Regions from separate parts of the Mus musculus genome. Here regions 1 and 3 are each linked to region 2. Evidence: chromatin contacts called from public Hi-C and promoter capture Hi-C data. All regions are on one chromosome and are shown on one strand. Each heading gives the region's core, a stretch centred on a gene start, on an enhancer-like site or on the middle of the called end of the contact. The rest is flanking DNA. Distances are from core to core; before and after follow the strand shown. Region 1 has its middle 16 kb from the start of Tram2. Region 2 holds the start of Pkhd1 (polycystic kidney and hepatic disease 1). Region 3 overlaps Paqr8 (progestin and adipoQ receptor family member VIII).

The links. Promoter capture Hi-C pulls out the DNA fragments that hold promoters and counts their contacts. A called contact is a pair of places that touch in the nucleus more often than the background predicts.
Region 1: a contact with region 2 is called in a Hi-C map of adipose-derived mesenchymal stem cells, with 3 times the contacts expected there. The contact joins the enhancer-like site here to the promoter of Pkhd1 in region 2. A contact is called at or near these places in 1 of 39 promoter capture datasets (liver), 1 of 15 datasets of contacts at CTCF or cohesin (embryonic stem cells), 1 of 484 Hi-C or Micro-C datasets (adipose-derived mesenchymal stem cells) and 1 of 9 other capture datasets (embryonic stem cells).
Region 3: a contact with region 2 is called in a promoter capture Hi-C map of neural stem cells. The contact joins the enhancer-like site here to the promoter of Pkhd1 in region 2. A contact is called at or near these places in 6 of 39 promoter capture datasets (the 3T3-L1 cell line, embryonic stem cells, liver and 1 more), 8 of 484 Hi-C or Micro-C datasets (the C2C12 cell line, embryonic fibroblasts, embryonic stem cells and 1 more) and 2 of 9 other capture datasets (embryonic stem cells and liver).

The regions. Positions count from the first base shown.
Region 1 is chr1:21,093,711-21,096,435 of GRCm38.p6, reverse strand. No RefSeq gene overlaps it. Among named protein-coding and RNA genes, the nearest start is that of Tram2, 16 kb to the right of the region's middle. Within about 2 kb of position 1,440, at least 51 of the 459 cell types and tissues checked have an H3K27ac peak or open chromatin away from gene starts, as enhancers often do. A contact at or near this core is called in adipose-derived mesenchymal stem cells, where this site is marked.
Region 2 is chr1:20,616,804-20,619,547 of GRCm38.p6, reverse strand. It overlaps Pkhd1 (polycystic kidney and hepatic disease 1), which reads left to right and starts at 1,491. Exons shown (of 67, transcript NM_153179.3): 1 at 1,491-1,637.
Region 3 is chr1:20,921,797-20,924,761 of GRCm38.p6, reverse strand. The region is part of intron 1 of Paqr8 (progestin and adipoQ receptor family member VIII); the gene reads right to left. Among named protein-coding and RNA genes, the nearest start is that of Gm24171, 7.7 kb to the right of the region's middle. Within about 2 kb of position 1,486, at least 47 of the 459 cell types and tissues checked have an H3K27ac peak or open chromatin away from gene starts, as enhancers often do. A contact at or near this core is called in the C2C12 cell line and neural stem cells, where this site is marked.

The DNA.
Region 1 (2,725 bases), core at 191-2,690, 480 kb before region 2:
CCCAGCACCCACATGACAAGCCAGAGCAGATGAACTGAAAATGAGTGTACAGACCCCAGTGATCTCTTTCCTCTTCACTCTGGGGCCCATGGGCATGGGTGTGCATGGGCACACACCCACACTCACATTAACACTCACATACACAAATAAGTAAATAAAATTAATTAGCTGTAAAAAGTACCCACGCTCATCACGTGTGTCTCATCGGAGGGTGCTCACTGCATCGGATCTGTGTGCTGGAAATCCTGCACTCTGCTGTGCTGTTTCTCGGATTTGCCTGACTCCGTGCACTGTCCTGCCCATTCTAGTAAGCTTGAAATTGGGAAGAAGGGGACCACTTCTTGTATAAGACCTGAATATGTGAACCAGGGTTTCTTTCTCCCTGCATGGACAATCATACTGCTGTCAGGAGGAGATAACAAAGATTCGTGCCTTGGATACTTACAGGGCAAGAAGAAAAACAAGTCTTTCGAGCCTTGGCTGGGCACAGTTTCCTGAAAAAAGGCTACAGATGAGGATAAAGGGACAGAGGAGAGGTAAGGGAAACTTGCTTAGGCGCCCTCCTACCGCAGGTGCTTAGGCACCCTCCTATCGCAGGTGCTAACCTCATCACCAGAAATAGTAACCTCTCAGTTTGTAACTGCTTGCAAATGAGGAATGGTGGTATCTCCCGATTGTGCACAATCACCCAAAGCTAACTTCTCACACTCAACAACCAGGCCATGACTCCATGGCACCCAGATCCCAGCTGTTATACAGTAATGAAGTTATACATTAATACAGTTATGCAGCTATCCAGTCATCTGGAGCCTGCCTCCTAAGAATCTATGTTGCCAAACTCAAGAAAAACACCTCAAGCCACAAATTTTACTTCATACTAATGGAATGAGATGCCTACTTGTCTTTCCAGATATGGACGCTACTACACCAGTGTCCTGCAAGATAGAACCAAGAAACTTTCTTCCCAACTGTTATAAAAAAGAACAGAACAGAACAAAACCAAAACAAACTAATCCTTCCGTTCTCTATCAGCCAGGTTCCTCTCTGGAAACCCATTCACTGTCTCCTTCCAGTGTATCTCAATAAGTTCTCTCTGTTTTCCCATGTTCTGGTTAATTCTTTTACTGCCTATTCATTACCAGCCTTACTTATGGGTTTCACAGACATTTACCGCCTCTCAAGACTTCCCCGTAATCCAGAGGTGAAGGCAGGAGAATCAGATTAGCCTCTGCTAGACTGTAAGTTCAAGATTAGTCTGAGCTATACGGGGAGCAAGAAGGGGAATGGCAGTGGTAAAGCCTTCAATGAAGACTCAGTGTGAAGATCTGAGGCTGCAGACAGAGCTAGTTTCCTTTTCAAAGACACGGCCTCACTCTGTAGCCTAGCCTGACCTCAAACTTGCCAGTCATCCTACTTTAGCTTCCTGGGGGTTAGCATGACAGATGTGAATCATCACATCTGGCTGGCTAAAGGCATTTCCAATTAAGGGACCAGAAAGACATAACAGCAGGAAGGAGCAGTGAGAGAACGGCTAGTGGCCCAGTATGCAGATGTGAAGATATATCAGGAACATCGAGTGAGCAGAGTAGATATGATGTAACCCAGGAGGGGAGGGAGTAATAGGAAGAGAAAACTGAGACTGAAGGGGACAGGGCTGAGGAAACTGAGGTGTTGCAAAGGCATCCAACAACCCAACTACTTGTGTCTGAGAGACAGCAAGCTCATGCATAATCATTCAATCTGGGGATAGAATGGACAGACAGTGTGATGGGTAGTGGGAGACCTGCTCATCCAAGGTTAGATCGAGCTATAACTGAAATTATAGGGCCTTCACTTAGCCATTAGAGAGGGAGCCAGAAGGAGGAACTAGGAATCTTAGGAAACTTTGGAATGATGATACAGGTGCTATAGTAGACTGAGGTAAAGCAGGCAACAGAAGACTATGTGGCTAATCAAGGAATTAATGGAATAGGCCAATAATGAAGGAATTGACTCTCTTCTAGGAGAAGGTCAGCTACAAGGACTAAAACATTTTGCTACTAAGCAAAGGCTATTTAAGTATCTCACAAGAGTCTGAAAATGATGGTTGGCTTGGGCCAGTGCTCAACCGTGGTCATCGGAGGGCCAAACTCTTCTGTTCTGATATGGTCAGTGCTGTTATTTGTATGTCAGTTTTCATTCCTGTGGCTGACTCCCTATAGTCATAAGACATCTGTCATAACTCATGTCATTTGAAGCAGAGCAGATATGCCTGAGGCAAACGCAAACATCTCTGTAATCAGAGAACGTTTTCCTCCATTCTTCAGCTGATTTCCCTTTACATACTGTGGTGGTATGAGCTTGCTTGACCCATGGGAAGTGGTACTATTAGGAGGTGTGGCCTTGTTGGAAGAAGTACATCACTGTGGGGATAGGCTTTGACGTCCTATGCTCAAGCCCCACCCAGTGTGGAGGAGAATCTGCTGCCTTGGATCAAGATGTAGAATTCTCAGTGGTTCCTCCAGAACCATGTCTGCCTGCATGCTGCCATGCTTTCCACCATGATGATAATGGACAACCTCCTAACCTGTAAGCCATCCCCAATTAAATGCTGTCCTTTATAAGAGTTGCCTTGGCCATTGTGTCTCTTCACAGTAATGAAACTTTAACTAAGACAAATACCATTAGCCAGAATGGTCCACACACTTTAGTAGATAGAATAATACTTTCAGAGGTGATCACACTC
Region 2 (2,744 bases), core at 242-2,741:
TCCAAAGCCAGTTGTCATTCCCTCTGTATGGCCCTTGGCAGGAAAGAAAGTCTGTTAATGAAAGTCTCACATTAATGTTTTACCCTTAGGTTAGGCCCTGGGTGGAGTCAAGCTGCCTCAAAATCTGAGCCCATGATTCTGATGTATGATGTATGATTCTGGGTATGATGATGGGAAATCACACCCAGAGGGATTTGCTTTCCTTTCCTTTGTATCTTCATGAAGAGAAGAGGGCTGAAGAAAAGCAAGCAAGACAAGAGAGGAATCCCAGAGAGGAAAAGGGGGGCTTTTTCTCCAGGGAGGTTCTGGCAGTGCAATGTGAGGTGAAGCATCTCAAGAGTTGACCCTGGAAGACAAAAGCTTGCTCTAATCGCCTAATGAAGTTCTTCAGTGGAAAGTCATGCTGCTGTCCTGTCCACCTGGTGATCTGCCCTCTTTCTTTCAGAAATATGGATATAAGTTGTAGACAATATAATAATTTTTTTTCAAAGTAAGGAAAGGGGAAAAGCCCAAACCAAAAGAGGCCCCAGGCATTCTCAGTTTCAATACTTTGCTTTCATTGCCTAGGTCTATTTCAAATATATCCCTAATATAATCCACGTTATGGATGAGTCTACTCTATAGAAAGCACAGTGCAATCTATTTGGGTTTATAGAAGAATAAACATAGTATTTTTCCCCTACGTGATGTACACAGAGTTCTGGGAATAGCTTATATACGTCAGACACTATTGAGCAGCTCAACCCTGCTGAATCATTTAGCAAGGTACACTCGAGTTTTGATGACTGTGAACTGTATATTGCCAATACGGGAACTTAGTTATCTCTCAGAGTATATATAACCTTAGAGTCCTAATAGGAAATAGAAGGCATATTTGAGATAAAAAATTATTAAAGGGATTAGTTCTAGAAGGGCAGCCAAGATTTAGAAAAGGCATAAAGGGGTGGTATTAAAAACTTGCAAGCTAGCAATAGTATAAGCTGTTAGTAGCCTTGGCCTGAAGATGCACACAAAGGAAATATATCTGAACCTGCAGAAAAAGCAAGCACAAGACAGCAACAGTATTCCATGAAGGAAATGATCTACTCTAGTGACCTTTGAACCCCAGGCTGTGCCATATTTTTGAAACCAATAAGACATCAAGTGTAGTGGACCACCACTGAAAGCCCATAGCATAGGGTGCAGGATCAGGCAGAGAGCACTCATGGAGCATGTAAGTTCCTGCTGGGGTCTCTGCTCACTGGCTGTCTTTCTGGCACCTCCTTTCAGTTACTGAGTGCCCACTGGTCACACTGGCTAGACTATTTTTTTCTTTTCTTTTCTTTTTTTTTTTTTAATTCTTGTCTGAGACACATGCAGTAAGTGGAGAAAAATGTAAGCAGCCCTTTCTTTGGGTCTCTAAGTGGCTCGCGTTAATTATTAAACTTGCCCTGTGGTCATTTGTGAACTTTCACTCTGGTGCACGTTTAGCCAGGACACAAGCGAGTTAGGTGAGTTCCAGTCCAACAGGAAGTGAGCTACCTGCATCTTAGCTAGCTAGCTAGCTAGCTGCAGGCTGGCCTGTCACCGAATAACGCGGCTTCGTTTAGAAGGGGACGGTTTCTCTCATTTGAGGCACAAGGCTGACACAGCATCAGGTACTGTTTGATTCAGAAAAAGACTTCCTTTTCTAGCGCTGCATCTCCCACTGTCATTGCAGTAAGCAAAAGGAAGTGGGAGTGGGAGGTCCACAGTAAGAGCACGGAAACTTGTCTTTTAGGCTCCCAGAGGAGGGGATGCTGAGAGAAGAGGGATGCGGGAGGGGCAGAAGAAAGAGAACGCAGACAGGAAGAGGACTAAACTCAATGCACAGTGCACGTCTCTGTGGCTGAAACATTCCCCTTAAAAGAAACTGGACACTGTGTTGATCACCAGGAAGGATGAGCAGACTTGAATGAATCCCCACCCAGCAAAGTGACATTTATGGTTCATATGACTGTTTTGTTTTGGAGGAAAAAAAATAGGTATTTCTGAACTTCAAGTTTATTGGAGCTCATTGTGGGGTGCTTATTTCTGTTGTTCTAAGTGGGGTGTTATTATGCTTGCTCTAAGCATGGGGCCGGACATTAAGATGAATTATTATAAAATAGTATGCCCAGATTGGCCTGCACACCTGGCAGAACATGCAAGCTGGGTCCCGTGCCTTTGGGCTAGGTATGGAATCCTCGCTCCTGTTGTGCTTTTGTAGGACATGCACTTTTGAACGCTGGATGTTTGTAAATTGAATTCAATTACAAATAGACTGAAGGGTGTAGGAAATTTTACAAGGTAAAAGGACACCTGGTAACATCAACACTCCTTTCAAACCTCAAAAGACTCCACGCCTCCTCTTTGCTGGGGACTAAGGACAGACTTTTATTTCCCCTGGCTTCCAGTACAATGTTCAGCATCTATTGGGTATGTAATAAACTTTCCCAGTCCTGAACTAAATAGAAGTTATTATCTCTTTTGGGCCATCTTAAACAGGACACACCTGTATGATAAATTCACTACAATTGGGCAGGCAGACATTGCTAGACATTCTTGTCGTGAAACTACTGGGGCGTTCTGAAACGGTTGTAACTGCTACCACATTGAGTGTTTTTGTAGAAATTTACATTAACGTATATGTAATGATATGGACTTATTCATTACGGTTTTCAAACTTTCAGAGACCCTCAGAGCTAGAGTTTTAGGAATATTTGTCTATTCACTTCTGCCTGGTG
Region 3 (2,965 bases), core at 237-2,736, 310 kb before region 2:
AAATCTTAATCATATGCTAAATAGAGCATGTGTACCATGAATTCATTTAATATCAAAAATAAAAGTTATAAAATGTTATATAACATGTCTATGTCTTGTAAGGCTCCATGCTGAAAGTTTTACACTAAGAAACTCTTAAATTATTTAGAATAAAAATGTAAAATGAAGGCAAAACAGAAAAATTAAAGTAAAGTAAATGTTTTTAAAAGGATATCACAGGCTGGGTGTGGTGGCACACACCTGTATCTCAGATTCTTGGAGGCTGAAGCAGAAAGATCTTTGTGAACTTGAAGCCTGATCTAGATCATGAGTTTCTGGCCAACCAGGGCTACACAATGAGACCCAGTCTCAAGCAAGTAACAAACAAGTCACAGCACTAAACAAAGTACCTTTTAAAAGGATAAATGGATCACTGTTGTTCCCATTATTATTATATTTTATATGTATGGGTATTTTGCATACATATATGTCTGTGTACCACTTGTGCACCTAGTGCCCTTGGAGACCACAAGAGAGTATTGGATCTTCTGGAATTAAGGTTATAGGTAGTTGTAAGCTGTCATATATGTGCTGGGAACTGAACCTGGGTCCTTTGAAAGTACAGCCAGTGCTGTCAGCCATTGAGCCCTCTTTCAAGTCCCCAAACTTAAGGCTTGGCTTTGTTTATCTAGTTTAGACTGATGACAAATACATGAATACCTTTCCTTTTTAGTAAAGATAGAATGGCAAGTTTCCAGTGGTTGTTGTAATCCCCTAAAAACAGTTAAAATACAAGTCCCTGATGACATAGAGGAAAATCCAACTGGCTCCGTCCCATTGTAAACTCACACCTTGCTTGTGTGGTCCTGAGGATGTGTAAAGATTTCTCCTAGCCTGGAAACATCAGCTCTCTAGACTGAGATCACAGTCCCAGATGTCTCAGTTGTGATTCCAGTACCTGAGAGGCCAGAAGAAGGCATCAGGTTCTCCTGCAACAGGGGTTTTACAGGCCACTCTGTGGGTACGGGGAATTAAACCCAAGGGCCTCTGCAAAAGCAGCAAAGGTGCTCTTAACAACTGATTCATTGTGGCCAGATTTACAAAACTGATGCACTGAGACATTCCAACCTAAAGATGCTAGGAGAAAGAACGCCAACATAATACACATGTATGAAAATGCCATAATGAAACCTCCTACCGCATATAAATAATGCATGCTAACAAAAACGAAAGCAAAGCAGTTACTGAATTCTGCTACTAAGATTCCACGCAATCTCATAAAGCCTCTCCCAGATCAACAAAGAAGAAAATCAAGTAAACTCCATATTTGGGAAACTGAGATATCTTGGTATGAAAGACAGTTTAACTGTTAGCCACCAAGACACCCTCCAAAGCAATGGTGTTCCTTGATGCATTCCAAAAATTCCACACCACCGTACCACAAACTCGGACTTGCTGATTGCATGGCATGAAGCCAGTGAGGAAAAAAGTTCCAGCTGTCAGTATGGCTCTACTGCTAACCATGAGACTTGCTGTGAGCCACCATCCCTCCATGTCTCAGCATCCCAGTCCATATAAGCTCGGCTACAGTACATTTTAGAATTCACCCGGGCTATTTTGCTCATACTGAAATCATCAACAAACAGATTCTGTGACATTACCTCATGCCATTATGTGCAGGATGCACAGATGGCAAGAGGGTGGCCCTGCTGGTTGTTAGGCAAAGAACAGAAGAGCAAACACTCTCGATAGAGGTCAAAAGAAATGCTCCCAGAATCCCCAGGTCAGCCTTGCACATCACTGCATAACCACAGGGTCTGAGAAACAATGTCAGCTAACACAACAGCATGGGCTCAATTAGAACTGGAGCCTTGCCCCCCCCCAGCCCCCCAGGAAGCCTTGAAAACCGAGATAGAGCAAGTGCAGACTCGGATGCTTCAAGAACCTTCAGTCGTCTATCAAGCAAGAGACTGCTGGGCTCTTCCAGAGCTTTGTAACTTCTGCCAAGAATCATATCGTTGTTTATAATGTCATATTTTAAGGCTTAGTGTTACCAACCAAATACTATTATTAGCCGAGATAATTTTAACTTGGATTCACCAACAATCAGTGCACGTTTCCCTTATATTTGAGAAAACCCAACAAATAGTATCCTGACATCCAAAAATGGAAGACTAGACTGAATAAATTACAAGTCTATGCAATATTTATTACATCTCATTTCTGGAAATCCAGGAGGATTGTACGTCCCCGTTTCTTTTGCAGCATCCCTGCATTTTGAACAGTGAGTACAAGTACATCATGCAAGCCCAGAAGAGACTTGTTAGATAAGGGAAATGAAAGGCTTTACTACAAGGAAGAAATAAGAGTGTGTCCTATTTTTTGCAAACACAGAAGTGTAACACAGAAAACATACCTATGCATAGAATTAATGCAGCTTTGATATCAGCAAGTGCTGGGATTTCAGGAAATCTATTTTTCTTCTTAGGTAAATACAATCATTATGGGATGTCTCAACATTTACCTGTATAATTGGAAAACTAGGACTATTTCAATTTGGGAAACAAGAATGTTTGACATAAATATCTAAAGATTGGCAAGAATGAATACTAGCAATTGAAGTACCACCCTCCAAAAAGCACCTCGACATTTTAGTGGATATATACAGTTTGTCTGTGGGTTTTGAACTTGCCTGGTTAACATGCTAACGAGGCTGTTTGGAATAATCTGACCAAGCCTGGTTTGACAGAAACCAGCGGTAGGGAAAAAGAAGTGGTCTACTTATTACAGGACACTGGGGAGTCTTCTTAAGCGTTGTGTTGGATTTCTGGCTGGAGGAATGGGCATTAAGGTTTTGTTGTCTTTGTTTGAAGATGCTGTTTTAAAGTTGGTTTTATTTTATTTTGCCAATAAACCCGAGCTCTGTAACTTATACCTGGAATGTTCGGATTGGTGCAACCAGAAGCGTCTGATCTGCCATGCGGAC